Linked DNA regions of Ovis aries: all the other regions are linked to region 1. Evidence: chromatin contacts called from public Hi-C data. All regions are on one chromosome and are shown on one strand. The core of a region is the stretch at or near the end of the contact, and the rest is flanking DNA. Distances in the headings are between cores, read along the strand shown. Region 1 holds the start of TMEM250 (transmembrane protein 250). Region 2 holds the start of DNLZ (DNL-type zinc finger). Region 3 holds the start of UBAC1 (UBA domain containing 1).

Evidence for each region. A called contact is a pair of places that touch in the nucleus more often than the background predicts.
Region 2: a Hi-C map of liver shows a contact between it and region 1, with 2.8 times the contacts expected there. The contact joins the promoter of DNLZ here to the promoter of TMEM250 in region 1. A contact is called at or near these places in 2 of 16 Hi-C or Micro-C datasets (liver and tail adipose tissue).
Region 3: a Hi-C map of hypothalamus shows a contact between it and region 1, with 6 times the contacts expected there. The contact joins the promoter of UBAC1 here to the promoter of TMEM250 in region 1. A contact is called at or near these places in 9 of 16 Hi-C or Micro-C datasets (blood, hypothalamus, liver and 5 more).

What each region holds. Positions count from the first base shown.
Region 1 is chr3:3,317,782-3,321,545 of ARS-UI_Ramb_v3.0, forward strand. It overlaps TMEM250 (transmembrane protein 250), which reads left to right and starts at 1,644. Exons shown (of 2, transcript XM_012160626.4): 1 at 1,644-1,715; 2 at 3,477-3,764. The coding sequence starts at 3,598. It also overlaps LOC105607253.
Region 2 is chr3:3,114,687-3,118,450 of ARS-UI_Ramb_v3.0, forward strand. It overlaps DNLZ (DNL-type zinc finger), which reads left to right and starts at 1,873. Exons shown (of 3, transcript XM_015093830.3): 1 at 1,873-2,114; 2 at 2,672-2,811; 3 at 3,557-3,764. The coding sequence starts at 1,914. The coding sequence ends at 3,725. It also overlaps a transcript of LOC101116303 not described here.
Region 3 is chr3:3,450,182-3,453,945 of ARS-UI_Ramb_v3.0, forward strand. UBAC1 (UBA domain containing 1) reads left to right here and starts at 2,006. Exons shown (of 10, transcript XM_004005569.5): 1 at 2,006-2,198. The coding sequence starts at 2,061.

The DNA of each region.
Region 1 (3,764 bases), core at 394-2,893:
CTCCTGACGTGGGGGCGGGGGAGCAGGGAGAGAGGGGTGCCTGCGAGGATGGCAACATGAGGGAGCCCCCGCTGGACGGCCCCCCCCACCCCTGCCAGGGGCAGCCTGCAAAAAATCGCAGCACACGCCTGGGGTCTCCCCCTGCCCTGCCACTGAGCTGGCCCCGAGGACACAGCCTCATCTTCGTCCTTGTGGCTCTGGAACTGGCGGTGGTCAGGCTGCAGATATGGTGGCTTCCAGCCTGTCTACTGAATGAAACAACAGAACATAGCAGAGCATGTGGTCAGGAGAAGTGCAGTCTGTGAAGCTTCTGGAGTTGTTTAATCGTGTGCATGTACGGACTAGATCACGGTGTAGACAGACATCTATCTTACCGTGCGGCCTGTGGTAAGGAAACTGAGCCAGTGGGAGAGGCCGATCCATCAACCGATCTTTGAGCTTCTGAGGTGGAGAAAGGGTATGGTTGAGATTAGTCAGAACCACTAACTCCCACCAAGGCGGGGGCGGCCAGGGAAGGGATGGCACACAGTTGGAGGCAGTCTCCTGGAGGTGGGCACAGTGACTGGGGTTTTAAAGGGTGACTAGGAGCTCACTGGGTGGAGGAGAGGCAGAGGGACAGAAAAAGCTAGTGCGAAGGGACAGGGACGGGAGCACTGGGGCCTCCTCACAGGGCTGAGGAGGGGGCCTGGGTAGGGCGTCTTCAAGGGACAGGGCTGGACCCAGATCTGGGGAAGAAAACCAGCACCCTCGGTTAGGGTACAAAGCAGGGATCAGCTGCAGAGGCCCAGCCACAGAGAAGATGCAGTTTAAGAATCCCTTCTTACAATACCCTTCTTCTCTCCCATCCTCTCCTGCGGCCCCCTGACCTGATCTGGGCCCCTTCCTCCCCTCTCCATCATGACGCGGTCAGACTCTCCTCACCAGCGGAGCGGCAGCTACAGGGATAGAACCACCACGCGTGTCCCCAAGCACCGTGCTCCACCCCTAGGACAGGGCGGGGCGAGGGCTGGTTGGGGTCAGGACGTGCACGCCTGGTGCTGGCAGGTAGGGGCTCCAGCCCTGGGGCGTCAGCCAAGGGGAGGTGAACACCCAACTGTCTTCTGTAAAGGATGCCCGAGGAACTAGCCTCTACTAGAGCAACCGATGGGAAAAACAACGACCAAGTCCAGGACCCCAGGCACTGGGGGTGCAACGAGCTTCTTCCACGTGTGGAGACAGATTCTCCATACCCGACAGAACTCAGGTAGGTGGAACTTGCCAATTACATCCAAGGAGCGTTAAGTTTCCCCTATCCTGACCTCGACCGGATTAAAATACTTAAACACGTCTACACCGACATCCTCTCTCCCAGGGCTCTGTGGATCCCTACATGGGATCTTGACATCTGCGGGTGGTGTCAACCAGTCCGTCCTGACTCCCTACATTTGGGGACCTTGGGTGGTGTCCCCAATCCGCTCCAGACTCGCCGGACGGCAGACACGCAGGGCCGGGGCCAACACCAGCAGCACCACGATTCAGGCGTCTTTACAGACCGCAGGACCATCACTGAGCCAAGCGCGCGCGCCTGCGTACTGCCCACAGCCTGGGGCACAGAGGCGCATGCGCAGAGGAGCTGCCTGGAGGCGGTGGGGACGCCGTTGGGCAGATCCTCTATCTGCGCCTGCGCAGGACGGGCCGAGGCGCCGACCGGGTACCTGGGGCGGTGTTGTCCGGGGGTACGTCACGGGCCGCGCGCCGGGCGCGTACGCACGCACGCACGCACTTACGCTCGGAGGGCAAGCGCCGAGTTCCGGGCGCTCCGGGTCTACGCCGAAAAGGGGGAAGGGAGGCGCTGTCCGTTTCGGCGCGGGCGGAGGGTGGGTGGGGGGGTGTGTGTGTGAGGAAAGTCCTACGGTGGCCGCAGAGGGACGGCGCTACGGCTCCCACGCTGGGCCAAACGCCGCCGGCCGCCGGGCGCGGGAGACCCTGTCCCTTCGGGGCGGCCCCGGGCCGGGACGCTTGAGGGTCCGGGCTGCGCCGTCGGCACCATGCGGCCGCCCTGCTCCTGGAGTCCCGAGGGACAGGGGGCCGCGCGGCTCGGGACGCCGGCGCGGAGAGGGCAGCCGGTGAGCAGGCGGGGGTGCCCGGGCGGGGCGGGGCGGGGCGGGGGCGGCTCCCAGGGGCGCCACGGGTTGGCCCTGCCTCTGGGGGTCGAGGGCCTAGCACTGAGCGGGCGGGGGTTGGGGGAGCGCGTGGGTGTCGCCCCGGCCCCCCACCTGGAAGCCCGTGGCGCAGACCCTTTGCCCGCGGCGAGGTGGGCAACGGGAGGATGGCTAGCAGCCCACCCCTGGCTGCGACCCCGCAGGAGCACCAATGTCTAAGTGCCATCAGATGCTGTCAGACCTGGTTCTGGCCGCAGCCTGCGGGCAGGGCTGGGCCTATGAGCAGGGAAGGGTGGACGCGGCCGGCCTCCCCTTTCCTCTCGCTCTGGCCACAGCAGCACGTGGGCGGCCAGAGTGAGAGCTAGCAAGCACCAGCCCCTCTGCAGGCCCCCAGGCTGCACGCCACGTGACGGGAGGCCGATGCCCTAGGCAGCGCCTCTCCTGGGCCTGTCGTCAACTTTGCCGCTCCGATTTTACGCATCCTGTACTTCCAGTTCTGTTTTCCATCCACGACCCAGGCACAGCTATAAACGGCAGTTGCTAGGCAAAGCCAGAGGGCCACTTGGTATTTTCTCCTCTCCGGTGGTCCAGTCCCATGACCTGCGATGACACCACTGGGCAGCCCTGGGCTCCCATCTCCTCCTCTGCCAGGCATGGGCAGCCTTTGCCCAGTAATGCTTGCTTCCTTCAGCACCCCTGGAAGCCCAGTGCTGCTGGCATCCCCATGGTGCAGAGCAGGAATAGTCTCTCAGAGGGTGAGGTGACCTGCCTAAGGTTACCCTCCTGGTGAAGGACAGCACCGGGGTTCAGGCGCCGTCGGGGGAGCCCAGAACCCTGCGCCAGCTGCCTGATCCCCAGCACTTGGCCTGTCAAGTTGCTAAAGAGAGTGACCCAGTCAGCTCAGTGGGCACTCTCTCCCTCTTCCTGTCCTGTGCTGGTTGCCACCCAGGGGCTTATTCTCCCTGGATAAAGCAGCCACAGAAGTGAAGGCAGCCTTGGGCATCCCAGTTAAAAGCCGGGCTGAGTCCACTGCAGGGGACTCTCCAAGCCTCTGGGGAGGGGGAGATTAGCCGGGGTTTCTCTTGGCCCTTTCTGTCCTTTTAGCATTGACTGCACTGGGGGGTGGGGGGTGGGGGGTCTGCGCCCTCTGTCCTGACCCTTCTTCCTGGTGTCACTGATGGAATTTTGCTTCCCACGTGATTGTGGGTCCCTTCGGAGTGTCCTCAGCCTTTTGAAAACGATAACTCAGTGGCTCTCCAGTCTCCGTCTCCTGGCAGCCCTAGGCTGGTGGTGTCCTGGCTGACCCGGCTCCCCTTCGTGTCCCTCTCCCTGCAGGCCCCAGCCTCCCCCGGTGCTCAGCCTCGGCCGCCCAGGCCCAGGCTCCCACGACGCCTATGCTGACCGCCGCCGGGACTCTGCCACCGCCGCGAGCTAGCGCCGCCGCCGCCCGGACCCGATGCCGGTCATGCCCATCCCCCGGCGGGTGCGCTCCTTCCACGGCCCGCACACCACCTGCTTGCACGCCGCCTGCGGCCCGGCCCGCGCCTCCCGCCCGGCCCGCACCAAGTACAACAACTTCGACGTGTACGTCCGGGCGCGCTGGCTCTACGGCTTCATCCGCTT
Region 2 (3,764 bases), core at 623-3,122, 200 kb before region 1:
ACACGGGGTGTGGGGTGGCCCCGAGGAGATGATGAGGGGCTGGATCCGAAGCTGGGTGTCAGATGGGAATTTGGGAGGGTGGGGGCGGGGTGGGGGGAGGGGCGCTACCGCAGAGGTAGCCTGTGAAGCCAGACAGACTTCCTCAGCGTCAGACGCCAGCTGCTGGGGGGCAACGAAAGAGGAAGAGGAGGCAGCAAATGGAGAAGTGAAGACTTGGTCTCTCCGCTGCCGCCCAAAGACGCAAGCTTGAAGCCACCGAGCCCCCACGTGGGGATGGGCAGGAAGAACCCACAGGCCACGAGTGGGCAGTGAAGGCCGCTGGCCAGCCAGCCTGGGAGCCCCAACCCTGGGCTGGCATGGCCCCTTGCAGGAGGTGGGGCAGGCTGGGTCGGAGGCCAAGGAGGAGGGAAAGGTGTGAGCTTCAGGGGAAGACCTGGGCCTGGGCTGCTCCCACCATGTCCCTGAGACCTGGGATCCATACCCGGCCCCCACTGTGGCCAGCCCATCAGAGCATTTTTTCTGAGGGTCCTGAGCCTTGGGCCCTTCCAGATATGGCGGGAGCCCTAGGACCTCAGCCCCTGCTCCCAGGGCACCTGAGCCGTCTACTCGGGGGGTGAGAAGTGAACTTGAGTCCCCGTACCTACACAACGGGAATCCTGGCAGGTCCAAGTAAGGACCCAGGAGGTGGCACAGGGCTGGCCCAGGCTGAGGAGGTAAGAGGTACCTGGCAGCTGGGCAGGACGGACAGGCACTCTCCCTTCCAGGCAGCCTGGCCATCGGGGAGAGCCCGGAGCAGCCGTCTGTGGCTCCACAGGAGGAACAGCTATCGCTGACCCCAGAAGTAAGGCTGCCTGGGGTCCCTGGGAGGCCCCTGGGGAGGTTCTCAGCCTGGACCCCTGAGAGTGATTCCTCCACCTGGATGTCCGGGGCCTGAGCCCAGACTCTGCCCATGGGCTCCTGGGGTGTGGTGGGTGTTTGGAAAGTGAAGTGAAGCTGAGACTCCTCCATTTGTAGACAAAGCCGGGCAGGGAGCAGTCCAGTCTTCTGGACAGGGCTCAGCGTTAAGTGAGTGGAACTCGGCCTCCCTGTCCACTGCACTGAGCCTGACAACAAAAGGGGTCACCCCAGACACTGTAGTGGAAGGAACCCTGGCCTGGCGCCGAGGGTCCCCGGGCCTGTCCCTGGGCCTGTCATGTCATCTGAAAAGAGGGACAGCGCACCCCGCCGACCTGGTCCCCAGTGCGCAGCCCCGGGGCCGGGAGTGGGGCCCACAGGGGCGCCGGCCGGAGTCCGAGCCTCGCCCCTCCTCCAGGACGCAGGACTGAACGGCCGGGAGCCCCCAGAGAAGGAGAAGGGCCGGCGGCGCCTCAAGGAGAGCTTCGAGAACTACCGCAGGTGGGCCCGCGCGGGCGGTGGGTGGGGCTGCGGGCGGGGGCCTCGTGCGAGCCCCCGCCCGCCTGCGCTGTCTGGGTCTCCCGCAGGAAGCGGGCCCTCCGGAAGATGCAGCTCGGCGCGCGGCAGGGGGAGGCGGACGGAGAGAACACCACGGGCAGCGACAACACCGACACCGAGGGCGCCTAGCCGGCCCACCGTCCAGCCCTCCCCGTCGCGGGAGCGGGGCGCGCCGCCCCCCCCGCCCCCAGGCCGCCTCTTCGTCGGCGAGCACGGGAGGGTTCTGTGTGGGCACCTTAAAGTGCAACTTTGTCAATAAACTACCGCGGTCCGGACATGGCCGCCCCCAGTGGTCTCGGTCCAGCACGCGCCGCCGGTCGCCAGGGGGCAGCAGAGCTCCCCGCCGCCCGCCAGGGGGCAGCAGAGCACTGCCCGCCCACTGGCGCCGGAAGCCGGGGAGGGTCGCTTCCGCCGCTGCCCGCTTCCAAGATGGCAGCGGGGCGGGGCGACCGGAGGGCGGCATGCTGCGGGCGGCGCTGAGCCACGTGCCGATACTGTTGAGCCGCGCGCGGCCCCGCGGGCCCGGCCCGAGGTGGCTATGGGGTCTCCGGGTCCGCCTGCAGGCCGCGAGGACAAGGCGGGCGTGGGGGTGGGGCTGGCGGCGCTTGAGCTCCGAGCCGGGACCCGGGCCGGCGCACTACCAGCTTGTCTACACCTGCAAGGTGGGCCCGTGGCGGGGGCGGTGCCGGCGGGGAGGGGCCCGGGTCCGCATCTGGCGCGCGACGGTGCTGCGGAACGGCGGGGGAGGGCGGGGCCATCCACAGGGGCGGGACCTCCGTGAAGGGGTGGGGCTATCATTCGAGGGTGGATCCATCTGGGAGAGGGCGGGGACGCGCGAAGAGGTGGGGCTACCAGTGGGGGCGGATCCTTCCGGAGGTAGGGCTAAGCTGGGGCGGGGCCTTCCAGGAGGGTGCGACTACCAGTGGGGGCGGATCCCTCCGGAGGTGGGGCCAGGCTGGGGCGGGGCCTTCCGGGAGAGGTGGGGCTATCACGGGTGACAGATCCTTCCGGAGGTGGAGCTAAGCCTTCCGGGAGGGGCGGGGCTCTCCGTCCTGGGAGGGGCGGGGCTATCCGTCCTGGGAGGGGCGGGGCTATCCGTCCTGGGAGGGGCGGGGCTATCCGTCCTGGGAGGGCGGGGCTATCCGTCCTGGAGGGGCGGGGCTATCCGTCCTGGGGGGGCGGGGCCGTGTGGAGGGCCTCACTTTGGGGTCTCCCCAAGGTCTGTGGGACCAGGTCCTCGAAGCGCATCTCCAAGCTCGCTTATCACCAGGGTGTGGTCATTGTGACCTGCCCCGGCTGCCAGAACCATCACATCATCGCCGACAACCTGGGCTGGTTCTCGGACCTGGATGGGAAGAGGTGAGGCCTGCCTGGGCAGGGCTGAGGACAGAGGCCTGTATCCCAGGGCTAGCCTGGTCCCTCCTGAGTCTGCGGCCCCACCCACCGTCCCTGGGGCACCGCCCTTCTAATGAAGATTGCAGAGCCTATCTCTATAGCCCAGCTTTCTTGTCAAGAAATGCATCGTTGAACTTGGAATTCAGATGAACCATGATAACTTTTTGGTGGAAGTATGCCCCAAGTATGCGATTTTCTGCCCTAGGCCATCCGCCCTTGGTCCTGCTTCACTGCCTGGCCTCTGCTCTCAGTACTAGCCTCAGGGGCAGCAGGACCTGGTGACATGTCAGCCACCCCCCACCCCGTCCCCAACAGGAGGGATCAGACTGTGTTGACAGCTTACCTTTTGCTTTGTGGTTCCTTCCTTCAGCCTACAAGGCGCTCCTTCCCAAGTATCTGCTATGGGGCCCGGGTCCTAGCATGCACCTTTCTGTCCTCTCTGAGGCTGGGGCAGGTGTGAGCTAGTGTGGTTGGGGGCTCTGGTCCTGCAGCGTCAGCCACGCCCCCTCGTGGAGGCAGTGTTCAGTGAGGGGCGGTATTCAGTGAGGGGTGGCGCACAGTGAGGGATGGTGTTCAGGCGTCTCCTGACTGGGTGGACCTGGTGCCACACCAGTCTAGGACCCACACACTTGAGCTTGGCCTGGGGTGCCCTCGAGGGTCCAAGATGCAAAATGGCCAGGAAACGTCACAGCACCTCTCTCTTTCTCAGGAATATTGAAGAAATCCTGGCAGCCAGAGGGGAGAAGGTACGCCGAGTGGCTGGCGAGGGGGCCCTGGAGCTCCTTTTAGAGGCTGCGCGGCCCCCCAGATCCACCACTGCTGCGGAAGGGGCTGAGGACCAGGATCCCACCCAGCCCTGCAAGACGGAGGCTAGCTGACCTGTCTTCTGCCTTGGAGAAGGGTGCTCCAGCCCTGGG
Region 3 (3,764 bases), core at 756-3,255, 130 kb after region 1:
CACGCCTCTTACGTCCCCTGCATCGGCGGGCGGGCTCTTTAACGACTGAGCCCCAGGGGAGCCCTTGGCTGTGCACCCTGTCACCCAACTGGAAGCGATCCTGTCATTCTTCATTCTGTTCTGGCTCACAGCTAACCCCCCTCACCGCCTCACCCCCCGATCAAAGGCTCACCTCACCTCCTCCTGCCTCTGTCTTCCCGCCCCGGTTCAGAGCCCCCAGCCCCTCCTCTGCCAGCATGCGGGAGCTTTGGACTTTCTCCTGCCTCCAGGCCTCGTCTGTCCTCCTGCCATTCAGAGACTAGCATCTGCACCGCAGCTTCCCAGGGACTCATGACAAAGACCAGATGCTTCAGGGGGGCTTCTTCTGACCTGGATCCATGTGCCGCCCCAGCCACTCGCCGCCAGGCCCTTCCCTTCCAGCATGCTTCCCGGGCAGCCCATCCCGGTGTCCCCCACTTTGCCTCCTCAGCCCCCTGATGCCGCCGTGTCCCATAAGCTCCCCTGGGGCTAACCCCAAGCCCTGCTGCCCCCCCCGCCCCCCGCTGTCTCCTGTCTCGTGAGGCCATGTTTGCACAATAGATGACACTGGCAGTTCCTGCGTGAGAAAGCCCGTTCCCAGGGCGATAGTTTGGTCTCAAGCCCTAGTCCTGACCAGACCCCAGAGAAGGGTCTGGCTCATGGAGGCTATCGGTAAATGCTAAACTGAATAAAAGGAATTCACACACGAGCAGAATGATCACAGGGGAACAGAACCTGTGTATTAAACGGGAGACATGCCGGGACCACCTCCCCATTTAGATCACCAGCCTCCGAGAAAAGGGACGGTGTTGGATTCATCTCTGCTCAGCAAAGGTCCTTGAATGGATGAGATGCGAGAGTGCAGGTCAGTCACTTGCTCCAGGTCTAGCCTGAACTGCAGAGTGGATACTGATATCCGTTACCCCCACAGAAATGAGTGTGCTGAGTCTGCGGGTCATGTTTCTTCCCTGCGGTGCTCACGCACCGTCTGAAGGCACCTCTATGGCTGCGCAGCCTGAGTGCTGGGCCCCACCCCAGAGTCCCTGACGGGGGCATAGGGGCAGGGCAGGAGAAAGTGCACTTCTAACAAGCTCCCAGGTGCTGCTGGTCTGGGAACCACACGCAGAGAGACTCTGCTTTAGTGCAATGCAGTCCAAAGAACACAACAGCAGCCACATAGACAACCTAAAATCTAGCAGCCACAGCTTTAAAAAGTAAAAATAAGCAGTGCCAACATATTTTATATAGCCCATTCTATTCCAACACGCAGTCAGCACACAGCGCTTCCCCGGTGGCTCAGCTGGTAAAGAATCCTCCTGCGATGCGGGAGACCTGAGTTCCATCCCTGGGCTGGGAAGATCCCCTGGAGAAGGGAAAGGCTGCCCACTCCAGTATTCTGGCCTGGAGAATTCCATGGACCCTATAGTCCATGGGGTCGCAAGGAGTTGGACACGACTGAGCGACTTTCACCAACTCACTGTCAATATATAAACATTGTTGAGGTATTTTTCGTGCTCTTTTCCTGCCAGCTGTTTAAGATTCAGTGTGCATTTTACACTGAGACCCATCGCAAAACAGACTCGCAAATGCACGGCTCCCGCGTGGCCGGCGGCCCCGGCTAGCACAGCGCGGGCAGGTGCTGGACGAAGGAAGCGGCCCCGAGAACTACAACTCCCGGCGTGCTCGGGGAGCGACCAGTGACGCACTTCTGGCGCGGCGGCGACGGGGACGGCGAGGCAGCCGCAGGAAAACTACATCTCCCGGCGTGCTCCGGGTCATGCCCTGTGACGCACTTCCGGCGCGGCGGCGACAGCGCGCCCCCGGTGGCTCAGCGGCGGGGCGAGGGCGACTGCTCGGGCGGGCGGGCAGTGGGGCGAGTGGCGGGCGGCCTGCCGACGGGAGAGCCGGGGGCGGGGCGGCGGCGGCCAGCGAGGGAGCGCGCGGGCGGCCTGGCCCCGCCCCCGGCCCGCCCGCCCCGGTGACCTTCAGGGACCGGGCGGCGGGCGCAGGCCCCAGGCCCGGGCGAAGGCGGCGGCGGCGAGATGTTCGTGCAGGAGGAGAAGATCTTTGCGGGCAAGGTGCTGCGGCTGCACGTCTGCGCGTTCGACGGCGCCGAGTGGCTGGAGGAGGCGACCGAGGACACCTCGGTGGAGAAGCTCAAGGAGCGCTGCCTCAAGCACGTAAGGCCGGCCGCGGCTCCAGGCTTCCCTCTTTCTCCCGCCGCCCACTGGACCGTGGGGCTCCGGACCGGGCGCTTTATCCTCTACCTTCTGGTCCAGCTTCCCTCAAGACAGCCTGGGGGGCCGGGGCGCATCGGGGACGCGGGCTGGGAGAGGCCAAGTCGCCGCCGGAACGGGGCCTCCTGCGGTTCCAGAATCCATCCATCCGCGCTTGCTGTCGCGGCGAGGTTCCCGGAGCTGGGAGTTAGTGCCCACGAAGGTAGAGAGAGACCCGCTGGGAGAAGCGCCTTCCCCTGACCTTGCAGAGCCGGCTGCTTGGAGCCGTTTCCTGGGGCTGGCATGGGGGCCGGCGCCTGGCTCTGGCCACTGGTGCGCCCCCGCACCCCCTCACCGTGGCTGGAATCACTTAAAATAGTGTGGCTTGGCCGAACTGGTCCATGCACCCCTTGCTGTCCTCGGCCTTTACGTGGATTACACGGGCAGGTCGGGGAGAGGGCCGTTTTCTAAAGTTTGTTCACGTGAAGCACCCCTTGTAGGTTCCTCAGAGTTCTAGTCTTTGTCTGTCTCTTTAAGCTGCTCGACTCTGTAAGGCAGGCCAAGACATCTGTCCGTGTGACTCAGGCTGCCTCAGGAAACTCTATCCTTTGCACGATCTAGTATCTCCATGTCAGAATTTAGGACAAAGGAGGCCACAGCCTCTTACTGCTCATTTCACAAAAAAAGTGTGCCTGTATGCCAGTGACTCGCACGTTTGTTCTGGGCCCACCAAGAGTCTAGCCCTGGCTCTTTCTTTTAGTGTGGTCTCCAAGGACAGACTTGCAGCTATTGTTTAGTGACTCCCGCAAAATGCTGTCGGGTCCTTTTGGGAGTCTGGTTCTGTGGAGTTGTGTAATTGTTGCAAGCAGGCCGGAGAGCATTCTGGTTGCCAGAGTCCCCTTCCGGAAAACCCTGGATGTGAATAGCGTCTTGGTCTCACGTCAGGGAGGAGGGGGATGTGGGCTCGCACACTTGGGCAGCGATGTTTTGGCCGTTTCTGTTTCTGATGCAGTGATGGGTGATTTCACTAAAAACCGCCACGACAGCGCTCAGCGGGAAGGCTGGGAGCCCCCTGAGCGTCCAGGCTATTAGCGCGAGGCTCACTGCTTGCCCAGTGCAAACCTCTCTGAGATGCTGTGTCTACCCGGTCAGCACAGGAGCCCCTTGAGGGCTGGAATACCTTAATTAAAAAATAATGCCACTGGAAAAATGGTACCAGTGGACTTGTTGGACACACGGTTGCCACAGACCTTCAGTTTGTGAAAAGCCCAGTATCCGGGAAGCAAAATAAAGCCAGGACGCAACCAGACAGGGCATGCCTGTGAACGGAACCAGACTGTCAGTTGAGAGAGCTGCGTGGCGGTGGTGGCCTGTCACCTGCTGAGTCAGGCTGGGGGGTCAGCGGGTACGTTGGTGTGGCACTTAGTCTAACTCACCAATGGGAAGGATTGGCATAACCATCAAAATGCTATGTTCTGGAGGGAAAACGAAGCAAGAACTCTTAGATTCATGGAGGCTTGCTAAGGATTT